Regions from separate parts of the Mus musculus genome. Here region 2 is linked to region 1. The links are chromatin contacts, called in public HiChIP or PLAC-seq maps. All regions are on one chromosome and are shown on one strand. Each heading gives the region's core, a stretch centred on a gene start, on an enhancer-like site or on the middle of the called end of the contact. The rest is flanking DNA. Distances are from core to core; before and after follow the strand shown. Region 1 holds the start of Chaf1b (chromatin assembly factor 1, subunit B (p60)). Region 2 has its middle 37 kb from the start of 2410003I16Rik.

Region 1 (5,693 bases), core at 2,199-4,698:
ACTCACACACACAACACTCTCAGTCATAAACTAAACAATCATAAATTAGAATAACCAGAATATACCTTCAAATAAAAATGGATTGTGGCCACAGTCCCTCCCCTGTTACCTCAGGGTCTTTACCACAGTCCAGTTCTCCTTATTCAGCTGCGCCTCCTCCTCATCCTGAAAGGCGATCTGCTCCGGCTCCTTGCTGTCATTCATCTTCCACAACAGAATGACGGCATCTGTGAGGTAAATCAGTATAGCATGAACCAGGCCCTTCCATGCCCTCCTTCATGTCTGGAGTTTTAGAGTGTCCTGTATGCTTTATATTGTTCAATGGACTCTCTGGCCATGAGGAGTCACTCATATCCAAGAATATGGCTAGGTGGTGCGTGGTGCATGCCTGTAATCTGGCCCTTGGGAGTCTGAGGCAGGTGGATCTGAAGTGCAAGGTTACATGGTGAGTTTGAGGTTAGCCTGGGCTACACGAGATCCTAGAAAAACACGAAGAATTTGTACAGGGCTAGTAAATCTCCCTTCTTCACCAGCAGGGCAAAACAGATCCCGTCTAGAATCACCACACATGTCAGTAAGCTTCCGGGCAAAATAACCGCCCTCACTGAGACTCTAGAGAACGCCTTAGAGATGGCTGGTCAGGAGGAAGAGAGGCAAGGGTCTGCAGACTGTGCCTGCAGAGCTCCATCTTGATGCACACCCACTTCACAGTGCCCCTGTCAGGACTGAGTGTGGGAATCTTCATGAAGCACCTACAGCTCAGTGGCCTGGACATGGTAAGCCACACATTTCTTCACAGTATCATATGGGCACATCAGCCATGTCAGCCTGACGGAGCAATGGTCTGAACCTGACAATTTCTCCTGAGGTGACTATAGGTTCACTGTGTAACGCGATCCTTTTAGGCCAGTGAAGGAGGGAGCAGGAAATACAGACAAAAAGAGCTCACTCAAAGCTACCCGGAAGCCTAGCTACATACATAGCTCGTCAGGGAGCCTGCTAGAGATGAGATGGCTGGACAGATCAACACTCTTCATGAGCCGACTAAAGGGAGGTTTCGGTCTTCGAGGCTAAGGGACTTTGTAATGGGGAACTGCCCTAGGGCCACCTTATAGGAGACAGCCTATTGCCCCCTCAAAGCTGTTCCACTTACAACAAATATGTGAATGCATGCATGTGGTGTGCGTGTACAATGAATGCATGTACACAGACACTCACACCCCACATATTTTGGGCATTAGGGCGCAGAACGCAACTATTCCTCTTTTTCCAAACCAAAACTAAGGTTTGTTTTACTTTCTACTGTTGTCTAGAGTATTTAATGTACGGTATAAGGATTACTTTTTCTGTATTCTTTTATCTCATTTAAAAACAGGTGCACAATACAAATTAATCTACCCCAAACAGGCACAAATTCTAAACATTCCCGAAGCCCATTAATTACACAGAGGTTCAGTGCTGACTCTGACAACCAGACAAGCCCCTGGGATGCTGACAGATCTACCACACCCAACCAGCCTGCAGGCAACAAATGGAGAAAGAACTATTTTCAGATATATCTTCTGAGTTTAATGGGTGTCCTTCATCTTCCATCTCTGACACACTCCCAAAATGTTACCTGTTTAGTGAGCTGAAAGGCAGCCAGGGGAATAGATACAATAAGCTCAGATCTCACAGTCCTATTCTCTTTCCCTGAAAAGACTGTTACTATTTAGCCAGGCCTGGTCTTGAACTCTCAGTCCTCCTGTCTCAGCCTCCAACATGCTGTGATCACTGGTCCATGTCAACCCAGCTCAAATGTCATTATTAGACAGGAGATTCGTGTCAGGTTTAAGGATTAATAAGGACAATACTTACCATCTCCTCCAGATGCTAAAATCTCCCCAGTTGGAGAAAAGCGTACAACATTGACAGCTTTGGTGTGTCGAGCAAGATTGGAGAGAAATTCCACAATGGCTTTCCCATCTGGCCCCCTCTCCAACTTCCAGATCTGTCGACAGCAAAGCATACATTGCAGAAACACACTAGCCACCTCCTAACTCCCTTCCAGGAGACAACAACTTATCTTCTGGCAGAAAATGCAATTTCTTTTTTGAAACTTTGTAAATCAAAGGAAGTATTAGCAGAAATGCACACCATCAGTCCCCTTACCTGCTATTCCCCTCTTCCAGTTCTTTAGAGCAAATGGGCAAAGCACAGAGCACAGGAGCTAGGCTCAGTATTACTATTTTGAGACAAGGTCTCACCTAGCCCAGGCTGGACTCAAACTCACTACTGTTGAGAATCTCAAACTTCAGATCTGTACCGTATGGGTATTGGGGATACATGCCTGGCACCACAGAGCTCTTCCTAGTTTAGTATTCTAAAATACTGAGAACCCACTTGTAACAATGTAGCAAATAGCCGGGCCGTGGTGGCCCACGCCTTTATTCCCAGCACTTGGGAGTCAGAGGGTTCGAGGTCAGCCTGGTCTACAGAGTTCTAGGACAGCCAGGGCTACACAGAGAAACCCTGTCTTGAAACAACAAACAAAACAAACAAAAACAATGTAGCAAATGTTAAGAAAGCTAATCTTCTCAGCATTCCTTGCTTTCCCCAGGCCTCAGAACTTAGTACACTGGACTAGGTGGCAACCCGACTTGAGTTGCTGCCTTCAGTTTTAAACAAAGGAATGAAAACGTGAGCTCCGCGTAGAACCTCCCCGTATCCTCCCGCCTGTCCATTTACCCTGACGGCGGTGTCCACCCCCGCGGATGCCAGCCTGTGGATCTTCCAGGTTGCCCCATGCTGGAAGTCCAGGCTGTACACTGGCTCCTTGTTGTGCCAGGCGATTTCACACGTGATCACTTTCATCCTCCAGAGTTTCCGCCAGGCAAAGGGAGGCTGGAAACGTTAGCAAAGAGTTAAACAGCGACCCTGGAACATGAAGGGCGAGCCGGGGAAAGAGCACAGAAGCCATTAGCGACGCCGACGGCTCAGACACCTGCAATCTTCAGCTAAAATGCTCCCGCAGGTAGAGAGACTTCCACCAGTGTACGGTTCCGGAAGAGAAAGAAACCAAACACCCCAGACGGAGGCGAGGACGGGCAGCACAGAGCATCGTGTTGAGGTGGGGTCCCAGAGACCGGTACCGGAGTACTGGCTATCATCCCGGGGAGCAGCAAGGGAGGGAGTTCACGGGGAGGGGCGCGGGTCCGGGCGGCCCAACCCGGCCTGGCGGAAGGCGCGCGAGTCCCGGTCCCGGTGGGGACTGTGGTCTGGGACGAACTGCCTTCTGCCTGCGCCCGCGCTGAGATCAGAACTCACGGCCCCGGTGAGGAGCTGCAGCCCAACCCAGGTCAGAAGCGCGGAAGCCGGGTATCAGCAAACCTACCTGCAGTAACTCGGTCCACCCGGGGCCGCCACAGCCCGCAGCTTCCCGCGCGCCGCAGGCCACGCCTCCGGTCACGCCTCCTCGGGGCGGAGTTCCGGGGCGTCCCGCCTCCGCGTGGGCGGGGCTGTCACAAGACAAAGTCTCTGAATGGGAGGGTCCAGGGCATCCCTCCTCCCAGTGGCCAGCAATCTCCCGGCACCTTGGCTTCCGGTGGGCGGAGCTCTGGGCTCTTTTCTTTCTCGTGGGCGGGGCTGTCGCGGCTCGTGGCTCCTGTTGGGCGGGACTGGGAATCCCATTCCCGCGCCTCGGAGGAGTCCAGGCTCGTCCAGCTTTGACGTGCTAACCCGAGATGCAAGACGTCCTACCTACCACGCGTCAGTGTCACATGCTCATCGGACAGATCTTCCCGCCTGGAATTTACGGTCTAGAAAGAAAAGCGGGACTAGAGACGCAGGCAGCTGATTGCACGCTTAGCCAACAGCAGCGGTTCTGTCACCAGCCCCTGCCGGTGATCTCAGCACTCCAGAGGACCCTAAGAGGAAGGTTATCCTCAGCTACAGAGAGTTCCAGGCCAGCCTGAACTAAAGACTAAACAAAAAATATATAACATTTCTTATAGGGCAGATGGGAAACTTTGGGACTCATCTAATATAACCAAATAAGAGTGTCCCAGGCAGTGGATATTTGAGAGCTGTCCTGCCCCACCAAATATCTCAAAATGGCTCTGGAGTTTCAAAATGTCAATAAAACAGCAATGCCTTCGCCCTCTCTTAGCGATGTGACAGACGCCTAGAATGGTTGTTATGATGGTAATCCCAACACTCTGAAGGTGGAAATGGGAAGATGATCAGGAGTTCAAGGTCAACCTTAACTACACAGCAAGATTGAGGCCAGCCTCATGAATGTGTAGGAACTTCCATTCCAATTATGTAATGGTTAATTTATCCACCATGACCTTCTCAATAATGTCACATATTTTTTAAAGATTCTTGTCTCCTATGGTTTTGACTTCTTACAGGCCAGCATATGAAAGTTAAGGTTTTTTTTGTTTTTGTTTTTGTTTTTGTTTTTTTTTTTTTCCAAGACAGGGTTTCTCTGTACAGCCCTGGCTGTCCTGAAACTCATTCTGTAGACCAGGCTGGCCTCGAACTCAGAAATTCACCTGTCTCTGCCTCTCAAGTGTTGAGATTAAAGCCATACACCACCACTGCCCGGCGAAAGTTGGGTTTTTATAAAGAAATGATCTCAAGAGCTGGAGAGGACTCAGCATGTAAGAGCACTGGCTGCTTTGGTCAAGGCCCTGGGTTCAGTTTCCAGAACCCACATGGTGGATCATGACACAGTTCCAGTTAACCCAACACCCTTTTCTGACCTCCAAAAGCACCAGGCACACATATGGTGCACATGCATACATACTGTGATGGCTTGTATATGGTTTGCCCAAGGAGTGGCACTATTAGAAGGTGTGGCTTTGTTGGAGTAGGTGTGTCACTGTGGGTATGGGCTATAAGACCCTCATCCTAGCTGCCCGGAAGCCAGTCTTCTCCTAGCAGCCTTCAGATCAAGATGTGGAACCTTCAGCTCTGCCTGCACCATGCCTGCCTGGATGCTGCCATGCCTTGATGATAATGGACTGAAACTCTGAACCTGTCAGCCAGCCCCAATTAAATGTTGTCCTTATAAGAGTTGCCTTGATTATGGTGTCTCTTCATAGCAATTAAATCCTAAGACACATACATACAGGCAAAACTCACACACATAAAATTTAAAAATCTTTAAAAAAAAATTGGGCTGGTGAGATTACTCAGCCACTATCTTCTGAAGGTCCTGAGTTCAAATCCCAGCAACCACATGGTGGCTCACAACCACCCGTAATGAGATCTGATGCCCTCTGCTGGTACATCTGAAGTCAGCTACAGTGTTCTTATGTATAATAATAAATCTTTGTGCCAGAGCAGCAAGCAGAGGTCCTAAAAATTCAATTCCCAACAACCACATTAAGGCTCACAACCACCTGTACAGCCTGTACAGTGTACTCACATACATTTATGCTTTTTTTTTTTTTTTTGGAGACAAGGTCTCTTGTATCCCAACCCATTATATAGCTCTCAAACACGATGTCACCTCACCTGAGAATGACCTTAAGTTTCTGCTTCTTCTGCTGACTACTTCCTGAGTGCTGGAATTGCAGCATGCACCACCATGCCTGATTTATACACTGCTGATGTATGCACCAGGGTCTTGCGCTCGCTTCCTGAGTTGAACTACATCCTGGCCCCAAGGTATACCTTCTACATTAAAAATACAGAATAGGTTTACA
Region 2 (6,472 bases), core at 2,031-4,530, 90 kb before region 1:
TCATCACTCAGTTGGAGCAATAAAAAATGACTCCAGATAATGCCCAATATCTTGGGTGCAAAGGTGATGGAGACATCTGTCTTCTTCAGAGGAGAATATCTGACTTAGGGCCGTTATTTAAATACCTTCAGCGTCTCCCTAGTAAAAAGGCTTTGGCTGCTTACAAATACTCCAGATTCCACTGTGGTGTAAAATGGTTACAAAAGTTGAAACTTATTGGAAGCTCATGATGGATCTATGTACAAATGTAACTTTTATTCTCCTGATGGAATTGTCGTCTCTGAGGCTTACTGCCTCCCTCTGCTAACCTAGGCCTAGTTCTGGAAGCTTCTTGCCTACAGACAATCTAATCTAGGATTAAAATGTTCTCAGCTTCTGAGACTTACTGCAGAATAAGCTCACCCTTTCTAGTTCTTTCTGAACTCTAGTTAGCTGGTTCAAATCAGCTGTCTGGCAAAAAACTCCTCTTCAGGATAACTGACTCAATCCAGCTTCTCTCTCAGCCTCTGAGTTTTTGCTCTGCCTGGCCTCAAACTAACTGTCAATCTGTTCTAATCTTCCCGCTCCTTCTCATTCTCTGGCTCATTCTTTCTTTACCTTTGTCTACCTTGTTCTCTCCTCAACCTATCTCTGTAAAACCGTCCTGGTAAAACCACCTCCTTCCTCTGCACTGATCTCTTAAGTAGCTTCCCTTTCCTCTCTGAGAGTTGTGCAGATTCTATTCTGTCAAATCTTTCTCTGATTCGTCACTTTGTCTGCCACTCAATTAGACATCACTTTCAAACACAGGTGCTTCCTTCTACAAACTAACTTTACCTTCATTGTTTGGGATTAAAGATGTGTATTAAGTGTGTGCCTGTTTTCCAGCCAGATGGATTAAAGGTGTGTGCTAAGGGCTGAGCCACACCACAACTAACAACAGATTTTTTTTCAGTAAACAGCTTTTTTCAGTCTCAGGGTTCATAGTATGATCAAATATCCTGCAACACGTATGGCGGTTCATTGCCCTCAATTGCTATTCTTGTGTGTCTGAATTTTGGATTAAAAGGTCCACGTTTGCACAATCTTTGGATTTTCACAGCAGAGATCATGCCTGTGCTGAGTGAGGCTCCAACAGAGGCAGAGGGCGGCAAAGCCAGTGACTGGAAGTGAACAGGATGTGCTGTGAACCTTTCTGCTCAGGATGGATTTGAACCGGAGATTCCTCCAGTCAGCCTCAAGACAGAATGTATTTACTTAGAAGCACCATGACTTATGACGATAAATAAACAAGGGGCCAGAGCAAAGACTCGCAGGTTAGGAGCATGCGCTGTATCTGCAAAGGACCAGAATTCAATCCTTGGCACCACGCGGCAGCGCACAACAGCCTGTAACTACTGTCCCAGGAAGATTCAACGCCCTCTTCTGGCTTCCGCAGGCACTGCATGCGCATGTACACAAACACATCTGCAGGCAAAAATACCCATATACACTAAATAATAAATAATTTAAGCCCACAGCTATAAGCCCTGGAGGAAATTATATGGGCAATTGCCCTGGTGCCTAGAATCTGCACTTGTTGAATCAGTCTCTGGAACGGGACCACGGAATCGATTTCCTTAAATGGCACTGAGTATTCGGCGCGCTGTTCAGGAAAAGTAGCTCAGCAGAGTGCAGAGGTGACGTCCTGCCTCATGCAGGCTCCCTAAGATCCGCTTCAATCCCAGAATGAACCAGAGTAGTCTGAGAGTCCACGACCTCGGAAGTGTTACAAAGTCCCAGGCTGCAATCTGTTTCCTGGACGAAGCTGTCCAGAGGACCCTGCGTGGGATCAGCCCACTGACTCGACTCATGCTTACGGAGGGTCTGAAGACCACGTGGGAAGACCATCCTTTCTTGATGAGGTCCATGTTCCAAAACAGGCATGCCCCTCACCCAGCCTCAGTGGGCCTCCGGGGCTGTTTCAGCACAAGCAATCCTAATCCTGGTTTTTAACACTACAGATTCCAGATCATGAGCATTTTAACTAGGTGGCTGTGTGTTAGCATTCTGTCTAAGCTCCACCCCACAGTTACTTGGCAACAGCCAGGTATGCTCCGCCCCACAGCAACAGCCAGGTAGGCCTGACCTACTATGAAAGGGGCTGCTTGCCCGCTCCTTGCTCTCTTGCCCTCTCTTGTTTCTCTCTTGCTCCCTTGCTTTTTCCCTTCCCTCCTCTCTCCCCATTCTCTTCCCGCTCTCTCTCCACGTGCTCATGGCCGGCCACCTCTCCTCTCTCCCCCTCCCCCTCCTCCTCCTCCTTCTTCTTCCTCTCTCTCTCTCTCTCTCTCTCTCTCTCTCTCTCTCTCTCTCTCTCTCTCTTTCTGCTTCTACTACCCTCTTAACTTCCTTCCCCATGCCCTGAATAAACTATTCTACACTATACAATCGTGTGGCTGGTCCCTCCGGGAGAAGGGATGCCTCAGCATGGGCCCACCGAGGCATCCCTTCTCCCATACCTCACCACACATCCTTCTCTCTTTATCTTTTTATAAACACATCAGAGTGTGTGTATGGCGGTGGGGGGGGGGGTCGTTATCAGCTTATTTCAGTTAAAACGTACCACAGAGTCCTGGACTTTAATATGGAACTTCCTTTTGACATAGAAGTTATACTAGGGGCTGTGGAAAGGGACACCCTCCCCCCTGCCAAGTATTTCAATAAGGAAGAAATGAGTCTTCAACCGTTCAGATCCTCAGAGCTCAGGCACCTGAGGAAGTGGACGCACAAGATGCCGATCCAGAGAGAGCAAACTCCTTTTGCTGAGCACTGAGATACTGGGAGGTCCTTTGATGGTCGTCTGTGATCTTCTGCAGGGGCGAGGGGAGTCCTTGTCTTCAAAAAACGTTGCAAGGATGGACTCCAGTGTCTGGACACACGCCTGATGATGTATGTGAAGGATGGTCTTTAACTAGTAACCCCCCAAAAGACCAAACCAAACCCAACTCAGACCCTTACTGCGGCTCGCTCACACCTGAGATTCCAAAACTCTTTAAAAACACTCCTGCAGCCGGGCAGTGGTAACACACACCTTTAATCCCAGCACTTGTGAGGTGGAGGCAGGCAGATTTCTGAGTTCGAGGCCAGCCTGGTCTACAGAGGGAGTTCCAGGACAGCCAGGACTGCACAAAGAAACCCTGTTTCGAAAACAAACAAACAACAACAAAAAATCCACAAACAAAAGCACTCTTGCTAGAACTCATGAGGACACCACTGACTTAAGTGGAGGAACAAAGAAACTCCTCCCCTTCCTCTCTCCGCCCACAGCCCCTCCCCTTCCTCTACCCATACCCCCTTCTCTCCCTCCCCGGCCCCTTCCAGCCTCCCTCTTCTCCCCCTTCCTCTATCTCTCTCTGTGGGTTTCTGTCTGTAATGCCCCTATCCCAGCCCCCGCCCCCACCCCCACCAGAGTCCCCTGCTCTGGTCCAGAGCTGAAGACCCAATAGTTTTCAATTACCAAGAGCCCTGCAAGCCGTTCTGTGTCTACCCACAAACACCACGGCGCCGACCTGTATTTACAGTCCCTTTAGCAAGCAAAGGCAACTGGCACCCACCGAAGTGGCCAGGGCATTGTGGGTTTGTAACTGCGTTCCTTTCAGTGATTAGTAAACCTACTGGGCTAATCGCTGCTCTGGCTGGTCCTTACAGTTGGGCTCCTGTCACCGTTTATCAATCAGATCTCTGCCTATCTCTCCCAGCTGTCCCAGCCCATATAAAGTTGATTTGCAGTCCTGCCTCAAGGAAGGAGTAAGATTCATGCTGAAGTACACATAGAGTAAAACACGGAGACATCTCTTTTAGGCTCAGTGGGCTTGCGAGAGTGTGGTTTGCTTTAGGGAGGGACTGCCTGCCTGTGGCCGGAGCAGGAAAGTTTGAATTCTCCTTAGCCTCAAATTCACTGTTTAGCCCAAGAGAGGTTTCCCTCTGGAGACCCTCGGGGGGGTGTGTGTAACAGGGGGATCGCAGAGGAAAAACGTCAAGGACACCCAGAATCCACGCTGTGGGAGAGTTGGAGACGTCCGAGAGGCTCCGTTCACAGGGTGGGGGTCCCTGTCAGCTCAGACTTGGGTCTCTGATGCAGAGACTGTCCCCAGAAATGTCCACCTTAGGAAAGGCTAGGCAAGAGCAGACTGAGGACCTGGTGAAGGTGCAGGGTGAGCCTCCTGATTCCTGCATGGCATCCCTGCCAGCTCTCTGGTAAATGGAAACCCGGGCTTAGGGGAGCCAAGAGCTTACAGGACTCCTAAGATCTCGAGTGTCACTCTCTGGGTCCCCAAATGAAAACCTAGCTGACAGAGGACCCTGGCTGCAGGTGTGGGAAATTCAGTAATTGGGTAATTCAGTTTCCTCACCTAGTAAAAAGTGGATAGCCCTCAGCATCCCATGCTGCTACCCATTATAGGAACTGACCCAAAACTTAGAAAAACATGAGGAAGGAGGTGACAGAGCTGGGTGACCTTCTGCTTTTCAGAGCCCACTTTCAGCCATGTTAGCTCAGTTTTACCTCATCTCAAGGTGGGAAGAGGTGTGTGTGTGTGTGTGTGTGTGTGTGTGTGTGTGTGTGTATGAGATGTGTGATGTGTATGTAATGTGCATATATGTATAGTGTGTGTGATGTGTGTATATGATATGTGTGTATATATGATGTTTATGTATGTATATATGGTGTGGTGTGTGATATGTGTGTATATGATGTGTATATGTGTATGATGTGTCTTTAAGTATTGTGTGTGTGTGTGTTTGTGATGTGGGGATATGATATGTATTATAATGTGTGTGTGTGTGTTCGTGATGTGGGGATATGATATGTATTATAATGTGTGTGATATGTGTGAGTGTATATGAGTGATGTGTGTGCATGGTGTATGTGTATATGGTGTGTATGTATATGGTGTGTATGTATGGTGTACTTGTGTATGGTATGTGTGTGAGATGTGTGTGTGATGTGTGTGTATGGTGTGTATGTATAATGTGTGTATAGTGTGTGTGTGATGTGTATGTGAAATGTGGGGGGTGTGTGTGTGTGTGTGTGTGTGATATTGACTGGCAGAGCAGGTTTTCCACGTATGGCAATAGAGCCAGATCCTGGGCTCAAGTCCCAGCCTGAGCATGCGTTAGCTGGCCAGCCTTGGGAACACTGCCTCAGTTGACTTCTTCATGAAGTGGCCTGATAAGAATTCAGTCTCATTGAGCTGGTGTAACAATTGTGTACAGTTCTCAACTGTTCTAGTATCCACGGTTACTGCCAAATAACAACATACTGACATAGGACAGTCTAAGACCAGGAACACAGAAAGCCCCTGACCTTAGATGTACGCCGTGACCTACTCCGTCTTTGCTCCCACTGCCTCACACACACTGTATTATTTCTTTGGAGTTTTCATTTGTCTGTTTAGTGTCTCTACTCTCCCAAGCCCCCAAGTGTAGTTGTGAGGCATTTGTTCACTGTGTTGTTTTCTGAGCGCTGCAACTCCAGCATTGAAGTGGCCTCAGCCTCCTGATGTAGGGCAGTTTCTGTCTCAGCAGCTTGGGACCCTTTGCCAATCTTGTTAGAGTTGGGGGAAGAGGGACTGTTGCAAGCTGCTCTGGCTTTCTTAGCCCTGCTGCCTAGCATGAAGAAAAGTCCTCCCTCCTCTCCCCCCTCTGACTACATACAGACTTTTCCAGATCATGTTAATTAGTCCCATCTGTGTGAACGCATTCGAACATGATAATGAGTATCCGAATGTGTGCCTACCAATAAGGCAATATATTTTGTGTGAGCTGGCACGGGTGTCCCTTCTGAGAACAGTATTCCCCAGGACAGGTGCAGCTGCGGGAGGGACCGGAACCCACAGCCGTAATTCCACTCCATGTATCAATTATTCATCCCTTGCGGCACACGGCCTGGGTGCCTGCGCTGTATGGCCACCGGTGGGCCATCCTGGTCCCAGCCATCTGCTAGGGAAGATTGTTGGTCAAGCTGGGGTCTCCTAGAAGAGAATCACATGGAACTCTGAGGAGGAGATCACAGGCACCGCTGGGCCCTGACCACTGCATATGAGCAGCCATGAGGAGTCATGAAGCCACTGAGAAGGGGTGAGTGCCCAACCGGAGGGAGCTGCTTATACTCCTAGTCTGGGGTCCTGGAGAATGGGATATAGTTCAGATTAGCCCCAGGGGCCAACCACATTGGGCATTTCTTGAAAGCAGGGTATGGGGTAGTACTGACCCTGGCTTCGAGTCACGGGAGAGTGTCCTGATCAGAGGGCAAGGGGAGAAAGCTTTCGATATCTTCCCAATTTATTTCAAACATGATCAGGGTGCAGTGGCTTGTGACTATAATCCTAGCTACTGAGGAGGCTAAGAGAAAAGAATCCTAGCTGGAAACCCACCTACAAAATGAGTTCCATCCCAACAACAAGAAAACAAAACCAAAAACCCCTGTGTTTTGAAATGTGGTGAGCGAAGTCTA

The links. HiChIP or PLAC-seq counts read pairs in DNA pulled down with a chosen protein or histone mark.
Region 2: an H3K4me3 HiChIP or PLAC-seq map of embryonic stem cells shows a contact between it and region 1, with 19 read pairs. The contact joins the enhancer-like site here to the promoter of Chaf1b in region 1. A contact is called at or near these places in 1 of 484 Hi-C or Micro-C datasets (nephron progenitors), 3 of 115 datasets of contacts at active chromatin or transcription factors (the SCID.adh cell line and embryonic stem cells) and 3 of 9 other capture datasets (adipose tissue, embryonic stem cells and pancreatic islet).

Annotation. Positions count from the first base shown.
Region 1 is chr16:93,881,656-93,887,348 of GRCm38.p6, reverse strand. Chaf1b (chromatin assembly factor 1, subunit B (p60)) reads right to left here and starts at 3,448. Exons shown (of 14, transcript NM_028083.4): 1 at 3,374-3,448; 2 at 2,728-2,883; 3 at 1,858-1,990; 4 at 110-227. The coding sequence starts at 2,853.
Region 2 is chr16:93,970,554-93,977,025 of GRCm38.p6, reverse strand. It overlaps a transcript of Cldn14 not described here. Among named protein-coding and RNA genes, the nearest start is that of 2410003I16Rik, 37 kb to the left of the region's middle. Within about 2 kb of position 3,280, at least 67 of the 459 cell types and tissues checked have an H3K27ac peak or open chromatin away from gene starts, as enhancers often do. A contact at or near this core is called in the SCID.adh cell line and embryonic stem cells, where this site is marked.